Linked DNA regions of Zea mays: region 1 is linked to region 2. Evidence: chromatin contacts called from public Hi-C data. All regions are on one chromosome and are shown on one strand. The core of a region is the stretch at or near the end of the contact, and the rest is flanking DNA. Distances in the headings are between cores, read along the strand shown. Region 1 holds the start of LOC100281334. Region 2 holds the start of CNR7 (Cell number regulator 7).

The links. A called contact is a pair of places that touch in the nucleus more often than the background predicts.
Region 1: a contact with region 2 is called in a Hi-C map of ear, with 1.7 times the contacts expected there. The contact joins the promoter of LOC100281334 here to the promoter of CNR7 in region 2. A contact is called at or near these places in 3 of 25 Hi-C or Micro-C datasets (ear, endosperm and leaf).

What each region holds. Positions count from the first base shown.
Region 1 is chr1:302,748,045-302,755,286 of Zm-B73-REFERENCE-NAM-5.0, reverse strand. LOC100281334 reads right to left here and starts at 4,967. Exons shown (of 4, transcript NM_001154252.2): 1 at 4,688-4,967; 2 at 4,543-4,594; 3 at 4,371-4,438; 4 at 3,521-4,115. The coding sequence starts at 4,843. The coding sequence ends at 3,639. LOC100191998 reads left to right here. Exons shown (of 17, transcript NM_001137422.1): 11 at 55-105; 12 at 205-255; 13 at 345-455; 14 at 531-695; 15 at 1,411-1,485; 16 at 2,069-2,307; 17 at 2,531-2,846. The coding sequence ends at 2,660.
Region 2 is chr1:302,588,893-302,596,025 of Zm-B73-REFERENCE-NAM-5.0, reverse strand. It overlaps CNR7 (Cell number regulator 7), which reads left to right and starts at 3,812. Exons shown (of 2, transcript NM_001157246.1): 1 at 3,812-4,062; 2 at 4,192-4,759. The coding sequence starts at 3,903. The coding sequence ends at 4,574.

The sequences.
Region 1 (7,242 bases), core at 3,718-6,217, 160 kb before region 2:
GAATGGATTCGATTTACCCTCAGTCCTCTGCTAACACATCACTTTCTTATCCAGTTTCTTATCTGCATTATTTCTATTGTTGATGACACAAAGCTTGTTAATAAGGTTGGTTAGCACGTACTGTTTGCTTTCTGTGAGAATCATTCCTCTTGTTGCAAGCAGTAAGAAATGGGCGATACTAACAGTTTATCTTTGGCCTGGTAGATTGTCATTCAAGAGCTGGTAAAACATTTAAAGCAGCTCATTTTTGACAAGGTAATAGTTTCCCTTGTTTGAATAGTCTATTTTTTTTTGTATACTTGTGCACTTAAGACTGTTACTAATTGATCTACTTGCTGAAACAGAATGGGAGACGGCCATTGCTGCAACTACTTCACCCTTTTTGCTCACGCTATCTTTCTCCGAATGATCTAGCTTGTCTGAACTACAATGTGCCTTCTCTTAGTTCAACAGAGGTAAGTTAGCTACTCTTTTATCTACAAGTATTCTATAGAGAAAGACATCCTAAATAGTTGATGTTTTTGGTTCAGGTTGAGACATCAGAGAGTGCTATAGGAGTTATAACAGAAAATAAATTAGATGATGTGACTGCTCAAGATCCCAATGGCTTAGAAGGCAAGCAAATTGTGTTTGAGAGCAAGAAGGATCCATTACAAAGGCGACATGAACTGTTGATAAAAAGTGAGCTTGCCGAGGTGATGCCCGTTCCTATTTTATAAAAGTGGCCCATATCACTCTTTTAAGAGCGTGCTAATTCTTGCAACATGGGTAGATATAGTTTAATCACAGAAACTCTAGTTCCAGGCTGCTAATCTCAATGCACAATGTTTTGTGTGAACAGCCATGGATATAGAAAGGAAGCAAATTAAGTGGGAGATAAATCTGTGGAGTAGTAGGTCACGTGCAGGATTTCTTGTGTACCCACCCTTTTTGTCTGCGTACTGACTATTATGTATCCTTTGAAATAAGATAGGTTATTGCCCTTCTGTTTCTGATGTTACCATTGATTCTGATTATATTTCTGTGCCTTGGCCCATCTTTTTGTGGTTGTACTTATCTTGATGGAATTCTATTTTCTATGTACTTGAAATATGAAATATGTTGTGGATGGATATTGATATATTGGAGGTTATATTCACACCTGTTTGCAATCTGGCTCTGAGCTTAGGGCACATATAATGCAAGATGCTTAAAGCATTAGTGCTTAAAGAGAGAATACTACATTAAGCATGCCCTTATAAAAGTTAGTCCCAACAATACAAACGGATTCTTAAATAAGCTCAACTAACTTGCTAGTAGTACACTTCAAGCACCTGGAGTAAACAAAAACATAGTATCCTCCTTATAAGCATCTCATGCAGTTAAACGATTGGATTGTCCTCCTAATATATATTTTTAATTTGTTTGTAGGCTCTCGTTCAGTCATGCATTGAAAATGTTGGAGAATTACTTCGAACAAATTTTGGCAAAGAAGTATTGTATGAGGTAATCTGCTGTTATCTATGGATCCATGGAGATGAGACACCTGCCCTTTACTGTTTTAGTTTTTTTTCCATGTGCAACTCTTTTTTCCATCATGGCCTCTATATTCAATTTGTCCTTAGTATGGCGTAAACCTTTTTGTCGTAATTTTCCACCAAAGCTATTCCTTACAACATCGATTTGTATAGTAACCGTTTTTTACTCAATAATGACAATTGCTCATTGTTCATGCCTTGTAATTTTAATGTAGAAGGCCAAAATTCCTTGTAGCATTGGTTTTGAAAGATAACCATTTTTTTTCTAATAATGACCATAGTCCATTCCAAATTAAAGTTATATTTAAGTAGAAAAATTGGATCGAAAAATGAATTTTGTGGACCGTTATGTTTATTTGGCTATTGATTCTCTATCTAACATATATAAATTTGTATGTTCCTAGTTTCTTGAAGTGTTGAGTCGATGAGAAGAATAACTATGTACATAATGCTCCATACAGACATATATAGTTCCTTTTTCTTGTTATCATTTGTAAAAATTTCACGACTATCCTGACTTGAATGGCGTGGTGCTATTTTGAAACATGAAGATGGCTGTTGGTGGTAAAGACAACGTTCTGGATGGCCTCACCGATAGGATCCACATGTTGCACGATGCAATAGCGTCTGATGCGGCCCAACCGAAGACTGAAGATACGGAACATGCATTTGAAAACTTCTTTTCCAGCCGTGTAATCAGAAGAATGGTAATCGATTGCCCAGCGTTTGCAGTCACTCTCTGGAGAAAGGCTCTTCAGGGGAAGTGCAAGATATGGGCTGAAGGACACAGGTACTATGCTTTACTTCTCAATATGATGCCATGTCGCCATGTACTCGTGCTTCCAAAACTCTTGCATCTGTGGCATGTTTGTGTAGTTATGGCTTCTTTAACCCTTTTTCTATTGTTGATTGTGAACTTGTAACGATTCATCATATTCCGCACCTGCATAGATTACATGCTGTTATAGGATCTCTCCCTGATAGCAAATTATTTTTTGGACGTCTGGCTGCAGTTCGAAGGTGGTTGCGAGTTTCCTGGAGTCGCCAAGTACGGAGGTCAAGGATCTTGCAAAACCTGAGTTGCAGCCGCTGGTTGATGCTGGCATCCTTAAAGTGCCAGACCCTAAGGTTGTTCAAAAATGACTCGTGCGCGGGGGCCTTTTTGCGCCAGTAAATGACTCGAGGACCATCCCTTGTTTAAGGGATACGGATAGGTTTTTTGAAGCTCGTTCTGCCGATAAAAATTGTTAAATCACTCGTTCGTGTGTACGCCAGTCCGTTGTACACATACCCTGGATATATGGTGAATCGGATACGTTATTTTGTTTTAAACTCGGAATGCTCCTTTTTATCTATAAATTTTTTTAGGAGATTTGTGTTCTTGTCCTGCTTTGGAAGGCCAAAAATTATTTTACTCTTGTTTTTTTTTAAAAAAATCCGAGGTTCTTGTAAGCTCACTAAACGTTGAAGTGGAAGAGAGATATGAGAAGAGGAGAAGCGAGCAGTTAACTTACGGTCAACTAAGAAACATGAGAGCTTGCTTGGACACAAGAAGCATTACGAGAGGGGTCCTACATTATTAATACTAATAAAGAGCTAACTTCTATACAGATTATGTGCATCAGATATGTTCTCTTAACTAAATGGCAGGCTACAATCATACTCAGCTAGCCATTGGTTCTATTATTAAACTTGCACTCAATTGTTCTCGACTCTGTTTGCTGAAAGCCGAATTAATGAATTAAATGGAAAAACGATGACGGTTTTTAAAACTTTGTTTAGATCTGATACATTTGCGAATTATGATGCTATTTCTAAATGTTGTTATAATATATGATAAATTATTAATGTTGATCTATTTAACCTGCTAACCTAAGAAATCAGATATTCTGCCCTGAAGTAACTAACATTGATCTATTTTTATGAGCAATAAGGTGGTGATGACCAGATAATCTGTTCATGCCAACAAGTGAAGGATGCCATACTTTTCTTGCTTGTTCTGTATCCTAAGGAGAATTTCTGATCTAAAGATTGTTCGGTACATCCTTTCCTTTTCGAGCTGAAAAACTAGAGAGAGAGAGCTCTGCTGCTCATATGCTGATTGCTGATGGCGTGCCGAGTTCACCATGCACGCCTATCGGTGCACTCTGTCGCCACCGTCCTGATCTGGTACACTGGCGACTCGCCGCCGCCCCTGCACCACCTCCGGTTCAGGGCTTGCCGATCCACTGCTGCGCGGCCAAGCCAGTCCTCGGAGTGCCGGAGCTCAAACGGCGGCGGGCGGACGTGCGGGTAGTCTGGGAAGCGACGGCCGTCAGAGGGATCGAAGAGCGGGAACGACTGGCGGCGGCGCGCGCAGGCCGCGGCGTCGTTGGCCCGCAGGCAGCCGTCGATGACCCGGCACTCGTCCCGCAGCCGGCTCTGGATCGTCTCCCGCGCCGCCTTGCTCCTGGACGCCGCCGGCGCCGGCGCCTGGTGGCCGGACGCCGGCTGGGACCACCTGGCGGCGTAGCGGTCGTGGCACGCGGCGCAGAAGCTGCCCCGCCGCTCCAGGTCGAAGGCCCGCCGCCTCGCCTGGTCCGTCAGGCACGCGTGCGCCTGCGTGAGATGAGTTATGAATGACAACTGCTGTTAAATGCTAGGGGGTGGTGGTAGTAACATATGTGATTCTGAATGGTATGGCGATAATTGACCATGTATTCTACTATTTCAAAAAAAATACAATACTGTATTATCAAATAAATATCCTTAGATTTGGATACATTTTAAGAAAGAATTGACTTTGTGGTTCGAACAAGAGGAGTCTGATTGAGGAGGGGACGGCAATGCAGGAACGCGGGTGGTCCGCCGTACCTCGGAGACGATCTTGAACGCGACCTCCGCCTTGGGGTGCCTGTTCTTGTCCGGGTGCAGCTGCAGCGCTGCGTGCGTGTGCGTCCAAAACCACGGAACCAAACATAAGCTGTTAGCAAAAACGAATCAGACGTCCATCTGCGTGAACGGCGCGGCGAGATCGCGTGCTCACCGAGCTGCCGGTACCGCCTCCGCACGGCGTCCTCCGACGCGGCCTCGCCGATCTGCGCACGGCGCCACGAACAGGTACGAGTCAGAATGGGTGAATGGATCGGAGGGAGGCGGCGGCGGCGGCGGGAGTGGAACGAGGTGCTCACGGAGAGGACGAGGTACCAGTCGACGAAGTGCGGGCCGCGCGGGGACGACCGGCGGCGGCGGCGGTGCGTGCAGGACGCGAACGCCGCCGACGCAGCGCACACCTCCCGTGCCGCCAGCGCCCTGGCCGCGTCCGTCGCCGCGCCAGCGCCCACCATTGTTGCTAGATCGATCGGCCGCCCGCCCGCCTGACTGGTTAGTAGCTAGACTAGAACAACGACGATCCTCGATCGGCGGGGGGTGCCGGCCGTGCACGAGCAGCGCGGCAACACTTGCAACCCCACAACTCCGCTCCTCCCCACCCCAGTGGTGGCACGGCGGCGACAGTAATAGTGACCGGTCGAGGGCGAGAGCGCATGCACGTCACGTACGCGCGCCGTGCGTGGTCGTGGCCATGACCTAGCAACAGCAAGCGAGTAGGAGGATCGGATCGGGTGTACTCGGCACGGGGCCGCGGGCGGTTGCTTGGCTTGGGACGCCGTGCGTGCGTGCGTGCGAGTGCGACGAAAGAGAAATGCGTGCGGTTGAGTTGGGTTTGGATCCATACGCCGGGTCTGCGGGGATTGCGGGGGCAGCCGTTTCCAACCCAAAGAGATGCAATTCAGTTGGGTGTTTTTTCGATTAATCATCTACCACCACCTCCTTTCATTTCCGAAGAGATTAAATTCTAGCTGTAGCCAAAGTCAAACGATTCTAAATATAAATATTTTTATAATGAATGGCTATAAATAGAAATACTAAAACACTGTCAACAACATGAATGGCTCCAAATAGAAATACTATAGGGATATATTTTGCAATGAATCTAGTACTGTGCTTATTTGCTATAGTAAATAGTTTTTTTATACATAAATAAATTTATTCTGTAATCATGTTCTTTCTAGAATGGAAAGGGTCGATTATTCCACGCAGAAATCTTTGCTCCTATAAAACATCAGCTTTTCTGATATCCACCGTCGTTCCTTTTTTTTAAAAAAAAAAGTTATTATATTTCTTTCTAATCTAACCCGCAATCACCGGTTTTTCTAGTTTTCACCATAGTCCCTCTTGCGAAAGAGTCACACAGTAGACTTTGATACCAAATCACGACAACAAATGGATGATGGACCTGTTTGGTTCGTGGCTAACTACGTCACACTTTGACTAAGGTTAGGTGTTCGAATTGAAGAACTAAACTTAGGCAGAAAAGTTACAAAGTGTGGCAAGTTAGGCAGTGAACCAAACAGGCCTGATATACGTATACCGCCATGGTAGCAATTGCTTGACAAATTTTGGCATCAATCATAATTAGTATCATTCTTAGGTTGTCTCCAAACCTTACCCATCATATCTCTCATTCTATCTCATATTTCAAATTTCACTCTGTGAACAGTCTGGTCTATATTCTTTAGTGAAAAATAGTGTTTTGCACAATTATATACACGATCTGTTGGAGATAATCTTAGGGTAGCTAACTTTTGAATTGGTTGGTTTGGTACAAATTAAGTAGTTGATCCTAAGGTGGCCATCTACTCAATGTTTTAGTCAAAAAAGTATATACAATTTGCATTGTTTATTGTGCAGAATATAACAATTGTGTCGTCTTAATGCACTGATATTGTACTAGTTTGTTGTAATAGTAGGTACTCTTTGTAGTGGTATTTTCTCATGGATAGTAACTAATGTTGTCTTTCCTACATGACACTTCTGATTATGGTAATAGGTTCTTAGACATTATGGCTATTAAAATAAGGTTATCTACGAGTAGATGGGGAGAGAAGTTAAAAATGGTAAAAATGCTATACATAGGTCTACGAATCTGTAGTTGAGAATTTTTTATTAAAAAGATATTTAGAGTTGCAGATTTCTCAAATAAATGAGGCATTGATTTTTTTAAGTTTTTTATAACTAATTAATTAACTAAGGGGATGTTTGGAATGATTTCTAGAGCAAAACTTGAAGACAAGCTGACAATAGACAGTCAAACAAGAACCCTACTACAACATGTAGTATAATTTTTAGAGTACCTCTTTTAGTTCTTTTAGTGCTCTGAAATTCTTTAAAGACAATGTAGATATAAAGTATAAATATATTTATCTATGTTGTCACTGATTATAAGAAATAAATCTAGACTTTTGAGCAGAACTGTTTCATTAAGAATTTTGGAGTAAATCTACTCTAGAGTGGAACAAAGCCATGATACACATTCTCTAACTAAAAAAAAAACAAATATCCCTCATCATCGGAGTTGTTCCTTCTTCCTGCGCTGCACTTCCCACGGCTGCTCCAATGCATGGTTTCAAATCCCGCACGGTAACAGTTGGTTACTATTAAAATTTCTCATTAGCGTGCGGTACTAAACGAAAATAGACCCCGACGATATTATCAGAAAATTCGTTTAAAATTTTGAGTTTCAAAAAATCTATAAAAATGGGAAAAAAATCCTATAAAGTATGTCATATTTTTTTTTCAAAACTAATCAGCATTTATCGGTGGTAAATCACCAAAAAGCGCTTGGGATTCATCGAATACCGCCCGAGAATAGCAAATTTCATTTTTTTAAATTTGAAGTAAAAAC
Region 2 (7,133 bases), core at 2,563-5,062:
TTATGGGATTGGTTGGGCCGCCTCGTAGTCATGGGTAGGCAAGGGTCCACCGTTTCTTTTGTGGTAGGTGGGAGACAATATCGAATATTGAAAAGATGGGTCAAGTCATCTTACCCTGTCATGGTTTAGGAGTAGTTGGACCTCGACACCGCTTCCTACATCGTGTGGCCATCACCCGACCCACTGGTCGGGCTCGTGGGTCACATGGCTCCGGGGCATACGTTACGTTTGTCCCAGCTCTACACATCGAAAATGGAAATATGTCAGTTGCTATCTTCTACTGCTTACTAGTGCGGGCTCTTGGTCGGGCGGCTGTAGCCTGGTGGGTCGGCCATCCTTGGCTTGACGTTATCTGGCTTCTTCCCCTAATTTTTTTTCTTAGGGTTTCATTTGCCCCCTCGTCGACGTCGTCCTGGGCAGCCATGAGGTTCTGGAGTCGCTCTTTGGCCAACCAAAACTGCCTGGATGCCCTCGTTACTTGTGGGCTCCTCTACGAGGGACACTATTTGCTCCCTAGCTTTGAAGATGTTCGGATCCACCTGCAGGCTTCGTGGTTTCATTCGTGCACTTCCATGAGCGCGGCCTCGCGATGCCTCTCCACCCCTTCTTGGTGGGGCTACTTCACCATTACAAGGTTCAGTTGCATCATCTAAACCCAAACAGGGTTCAGCACATGGCCGCTTTTGTTGCCCTATGTGAAGGATACCTCGGGATGTCCCCCTGTTTTCTGCCTTTGGTGCTACATTTTCTCGATCGAGTTGCTCTGCAAGCGGTCAACGCCTGACGCCCCGGAGAGGGTGACCCAAATCGGGTGTGTGGCCATCCATCTGCGAGGGGTACATTCAGTTGTGAATATGTTCATCCAACAAGGGTTGGCATGGCTTGTGGTTCTATTTGCGTAACCATAGGACTCTGTTTGCTGCTGGTCATGTCCTTCCTGCCTTCCTTCTCTAGGTGCCCCTGGAGGCCCTCAAAGCTTGGTATGGGGCATCCCGAAGGATCAGGATAAAAGGACAGTCGGGGTCATTGCTACAGTGTCAGTTCTCCATGATCGTGGGTCACGCTGGCGGGTGTGATCGAGAATTACCTCTGCCGGGGGTGGCTCCTCTCATGGCCCGGCGGCTACCGCTATTCAGGATGACTGTCGAAGCACTTGACTAAAGCCATCTATAACCCCCTAGCGACGCGGAGAAGCCATCTATAACCCCCTCCTTGGTCTATAAAAGGAGGGACCAACCTCGATAGAGACACGAGGACACAAGGATAAAGAGAACCACAGACACGCCGCATAGAGATGTGGGATCCTCCCCTCTCCCCCCTTCTTGTAACCCCTACTACAAGCAACCAGGTGCTGGTAGCGCAAGCAATCGAAGACTAGAGTAGGGACATTCTGCTCGAACATGTATAATCCTTGCGTCCACTAAGCACACCATCCGAGCCTAAAACGCGTATACACAAATTTACTCGTCACTGCTAGTTTGAAACATTGATAGGGGTGAATAGATGAAACCTAAAATTTATCACTTAAGAACAAAACTTGTTCCCGATATTAAGGTCAGGGCAAGGTATAAGTCAATCGGAGTGAGGGTAAGTTCAACTTGCAATATGTTGCTCTTATGTATGTGAGAAATTAAGTGTCAGAGCAACAATATATGATTGAGATGAAGATCAATGTCAGATAACATAGGGAGGAAAGGAGGAAACAAAACAACACAAGAACACGACGGTTTGTTTACCGGAGTTCGGTTTCACAATAAAACCTACGTCTCTGTTGAGGGGCCCCTAAGGACTGGGTCTCTTTCAACCCTTTCCTCACTCAAGTGATCACAAAGATCAAACTTGAGTCCCTTCGCTTTTCTCAATCGAGTGATCAGAGTCTCCGCAAGGCGCTTCACAACTTGAAGGCTCTTGCTAGCTTTACAATGAATGGTAGCCTTGCTCCAGATCACAAGATCATAATGCAACTCTAGCTTCAGCTCATTCAAGTGCTCCATCTCAATTCACTTAAGGAATGGCTATCTCTAGGCCCTATTTACTGTTTTGCTCACTAGAGGCACTTTGATCACTTGGGAATATTGCACTTATGTATTGGAGTCATTGCACAACTCTTGGATCTTGAATGCGCAAGAACCACATTAGCATGCCTATGGACCTGAGTATCCAAGAAAGGACTTCAACAATAGATCCACATCTAGTTCATTAATAGAACAAAGCAAGAAGAAATCTATGATTATTGTTGTACCTAAGACATCGACGAATCAAAGCCCTGCATCATAGCTCTCTACCTAACCATGGTGCAGATCCAGTCATGGAGCTACCTCCATGGATACCGAAATGCCAAACAATGCCAGCACAAGCCTACATCCTATGTTTCGCCGCCATGCCCATTGTTGGCGACACCGACACACGTCGATGAGGACCAGCCTCTGGAACGGGAGCGCGACAAACAAGATGTGGGAAATGGGAAAATTTCCCCATTGCCACGTAATATATTGGTCACCGAGACAAGTACCCATTTTAGGTTCATCATTGGAGACACTAAAGTAAGTAGGTCACCCACTTCATTCATCGACGACCCAAACCATCAAATGGGTATCCATATTTTGGCCAATCCGTTGGGGGACAACCTTATGTGGGTCACAAATATGTCGTTTTCTTAAGGAGAATCTTAGAATAGTCAAAACTCAAAACACGAGCAACTTGTATCTTGATTATTTGCCATCTTCCACTTTCTCCGCCTCTAAAGGAATTATTCCTTAGAGTTGTCTTAAGCTATTTAAAAAAACAGAATTTATAAAAAAAAAAAATGTTTGTATCCCCAAATGAACAAACTACAACAATGCATTTTTTTTATGAACCTAAGTCTAATTTAGTGTCATAAATTCTGACGTTGTTTTCTTATGAACTTGGTGCCGTAAATTTGGACTTAAAGACAACTCTAAGAGCTGATTTGGTGGACAGGAAATTGGAGGGGATCTATGTGGGAGGAATCCCCGCTCTATTCAAATTTGAATAAGGAGGGGATTACTCCCCATGGATCCCCTCCAATTCTATGTCCACCAAACCAGCCCTAAAGGGTTAATTTAATGGGAATTACTTAGGAGCTGTGGGAGTAGCTTGCATTGTTGCAAAAAAGGACTATAATATTGTGTGCGTGTCTTTGGTTATGAATAAAACAAAATAGATAATTTGCCATGTCTCTTCCTATCTCGTTTGCATTATTTTGGGGAAAAAAAGGACCGTAATAATGCGTGTGTCTTTGGCTGTATGCATGAATACAAAATAGACAAAATAATCTCTCCAGAGTGGAACGCTAAGAAATAATGGAAGAGACAGGAGGGACAACTAACGACTGTTAGGTTAGGTAGTATTTGAATCTGAAGTATAGTGGGATGGAGCATATCTCGGATTGGATAGAGTGACTTTAAAAAGGAAAATTCAGTTCCAATCATCCAGCTCTCTAAAATCTCTCGGATGAAACCGCTGGCATGGAGCTACTTCATCCCGATCACCAAACCCTACGTTACTCAAGTGACAAGTGGTGGGAGGCCAAACGCTAGCTGGGCCCCACCCTAGTGCATCCGCCAAGAGCACATGCATGCCCGTGCCGTGCGCGGTGAGCCCCGCCGCCGAGTTGGCTGCAGAGCTGCGGAGTCTTGGCGAAGACCCCGCGCTGGGCGTCGCCGCTGCTGAGTCGGTCAACGAGGCGTAACCAGCGAGCCAGCGACGCGCCTTTGGGTTGGGATTGGACCCGGTCGTCCCATCCCAGCCCCGCCTATGTAAAGAGCACCCGCCGCTGCCCAGCTCTCTCATTCCTGTCGGCAAGGTGAACGCGAGAGCCGACCGTCTCAGTGTGCGCGCGAAGAAGAGAAGGAGGAGGAGGAGGAGGAAGAAGAAGAAGAATGTATCCGGCCAAGCCCACCGTCGCGACCGCCAGCGAGCCGGTAACCGGGATGGCGGCGCCGCCGGTGACCGGCATCCCCATCAGCAGCCCCGGCCCCGCCGTCGCGGCCAGCCAGTGGTCCTCGGGCCTCTGCGCCTGCTTCGACGACTGCGGCCTCTGTAAGCACCACCCTAGCTAGCTAGCGAGTCGTTCGTAGCTTGTATTATTTCCTTCGTACATGCAGATCAGCATATGCATGCTAAATTGCTAACCGTTGCTGTTGCTCCGCCCTGCTGCAACGTTATTAGGCTGCATGACGTGCTGGTGCCCGTGCGTGACGTTCGGGCGGATCGCGGAGGTCGTGGACCGCGGCGCGACGTCGTGCGCGGCCGCGGGGGCCATCTACACGCTGCTGGCCTGCTTCACGGGGTTCCAGTGCCACTGGATCTACTCCTGCACGTACCGCTCCAAGATGCGCGCGCAGCTGGGGCTCCCCGACGTCGGCTGCTGCGACTGCTGCGTCCACTTCTGCTGCGAGCCGTGCGCGCTCTGCCAGCAGTACAGGGAGCTCAGGGCACGCGGCTTGGACCCCGCGCTCGGCTGGGACGTCAACGCCCAGAAGGCGGCCAATAATAACGCCGGCGCCGGCATGACGATGTACCCGCCGACGGCGCAGGGGATGGGCCGCTAATTACGCTACCAGCTCCATCGGTAAACTCATATGTTGTTGTGTTGTGTCAGCCAGATCATCGCGTACGTACGGGTATACTTGTGATATGTAATGTCAGGGACCGGCATGCCCATGTGTTTCAAGATATTTCACGTTCAAGTCCTTTCTGTCTGCTCACTATCCGAATGAAAACCATTTTCCTTGAATCTGAATTTTTTTTTCTAGTGCTTTTCTCTTTTCCTTTTTCTTTTTTCTTAGAACTAATAAGTAGCAATTAATGGGAGATGTTTAGTTTATAAAGGCTAATTTTTAGTCCTTCCATTTATTATATTTTAGTCCTTAAATTGCTGAATACGAGAATTAAAACTCTATTTTAGTTTCTAGATTGACAATTTAGAGGTTAAAATGAAGAGATTAAAAATTAGTCTCTAGAAACCAAACATCTCATAATAAACTAAACATATGTTTGTTTTAATAGCAAACATGTCGTAGTATATATGCATGTTGTATGCCGATGTAACCCTCATACACACGACTCGTTGTACGGTCAACTAATGGGGTGTTTGGTTTGAGGAATGAACTAGTCTATCATCTTCTCACTCCTCACTATTTTTGTTTGGTTTGTGGAATAGAATGAGTTGATCCATCACCACCTCATTCCTTATAGTTAGTTAGTTAGTACTAATATGAGGAATTGAGTCATTCCACCAAATTTGAGGAATGAACTCATGATGCACCACCTCAATTTGGATGGTTTGATTCCTTAAACCAAACACTCTATAACTAGACGACTTATTACTGTGGCTCGAAGATGTATGCAACGGCCATACTACCACACATCCTTGTCCTAGAACGTCTTAAAAGTCAGACTTCATCCGATTAATTAGTTTTGAGTGTCCTCCGGTTAAATTTGGTTTTCAAACATAAAAGAAGGATCTTAACTTTTGCCTGCTGCTGGCTGAATACATCTGAAGCTATATTAGCGTGATTTCCTTCATAACAAATGATGCAAATAATAGTCGTTTCTTATGAAATGTGAAGCAGATATGTAGACGGCAGCTGCCTACTTGTTCGGTAGCCATCTCGATCGGTGATGCCGCTCTGTCGTCATGTGGTGAGTGCTGGTGAGCAGGCGCTCTGCCTACTAGTTTAGTTTAGGGGAGATCAGTACAGAAACTTAACAGCTTGCGATTATTATACGACTCAAATTGCATCGTGTCTACTGATAAGGGGTGTTTGGCAACAAAGTTTTTCTGCAGTATTGAAGCAATACTGTAGTATTGAGCAATACTATGGTATTATATACTTTGAGGTGTTTGGAAACTCATCTGAAATCTCTGTATACTAAACTGTAGTATTGTAAATACTGCACTTGTTTTGCAGTTTTGGAAACTTTGGTCTCAGTCAAAGTTTTTTCTCTGTAAAGAGAGCGTCAGCTTGGTGCCGCTCTGGCTGATTGGTCTTAACCAAAGTTTTTCTCAAATACTTTGATGTATTGGATACTGTTGTATTCGAAAACTGAAGCATTGTAAACTATAGTAATGTCATGACTAAAGTATACTTTAGTATTTGAAAAACTGTAGTTTGAAAAAACTGTGTTCCTAAACATGGCCTAAGCTGCAAGTGTATGTATGTATGCATGGTTCCATGAAAGTCCACATCCTGGTGGCCATTCTGCGGTTGGAGACGAGACGAGTACTCTATGAGCAACTTGGGGCTCGAATTATTGCTGCCGTCGCTTGCATTGGAAAAGGCAGATAATAATGATGTACTAGTGTGCCTCTTAATTTTGTCCTTCAGTAGATAATAAGTACGTATTCCACAGACGATAAGAAGAAGAAAGGTACTTAAAGCCATTGACTGACTGATACAATGACTTATTACGCCAAAAAAAAAAGAAACCAGTGAGAGAGAGAGGGAGAGAGAAAGAGAGAGGGAGAGAGAAGGAATTTGTGCGGTCCTTCATCAGTCAGAGCACCCTTTGGCCTTTGTAAGTAAAGCCTTAATAAGCCCGCATCATCTGGGTCTTTCCACTAAGAGAAAGAGTGTTAGCTGTTCTCATGGCAGTAGATCATTGGTGTTCCTACTTAATTGGGGGTGAGTTCATAATTCGCACTGATCATCGCAGCTTGGTCCACCTGGACGATTAGAGGCTTACCACTCTTGAGTCTTACACATGTGAGAACTGTATCTGGCAAAAGGAGGAAACTCTTTATCATCTTTTCCTCAGATGTAACTTCGCGAAGGCCTGCTGGAATTCAATTGGTTTGACGCCCCCAAGAATTACTAATCATGTGGATGCTGCAGCAAATCTAGAACAGCAGCTCAATATTCCCTTCTCTATGAAAATCGTCATTCTCATGACTTGGAGCATTTGGAAGTGCCATAATGCCTGGCTTTTTCAGGACAAAGACCCAACAGTGCAATAATTTAAAAATGAGTTCACAAAAGAATTACACCTGGTCACTCATAGAGCTAAAGGCAGATTCGATTCGGCAATCCCTGAATGGCTTCAACATTGGCAGTAGAAAACCACCGATTATAACCTTCTGTAATATATCTTCCTGTATGCTACTAACT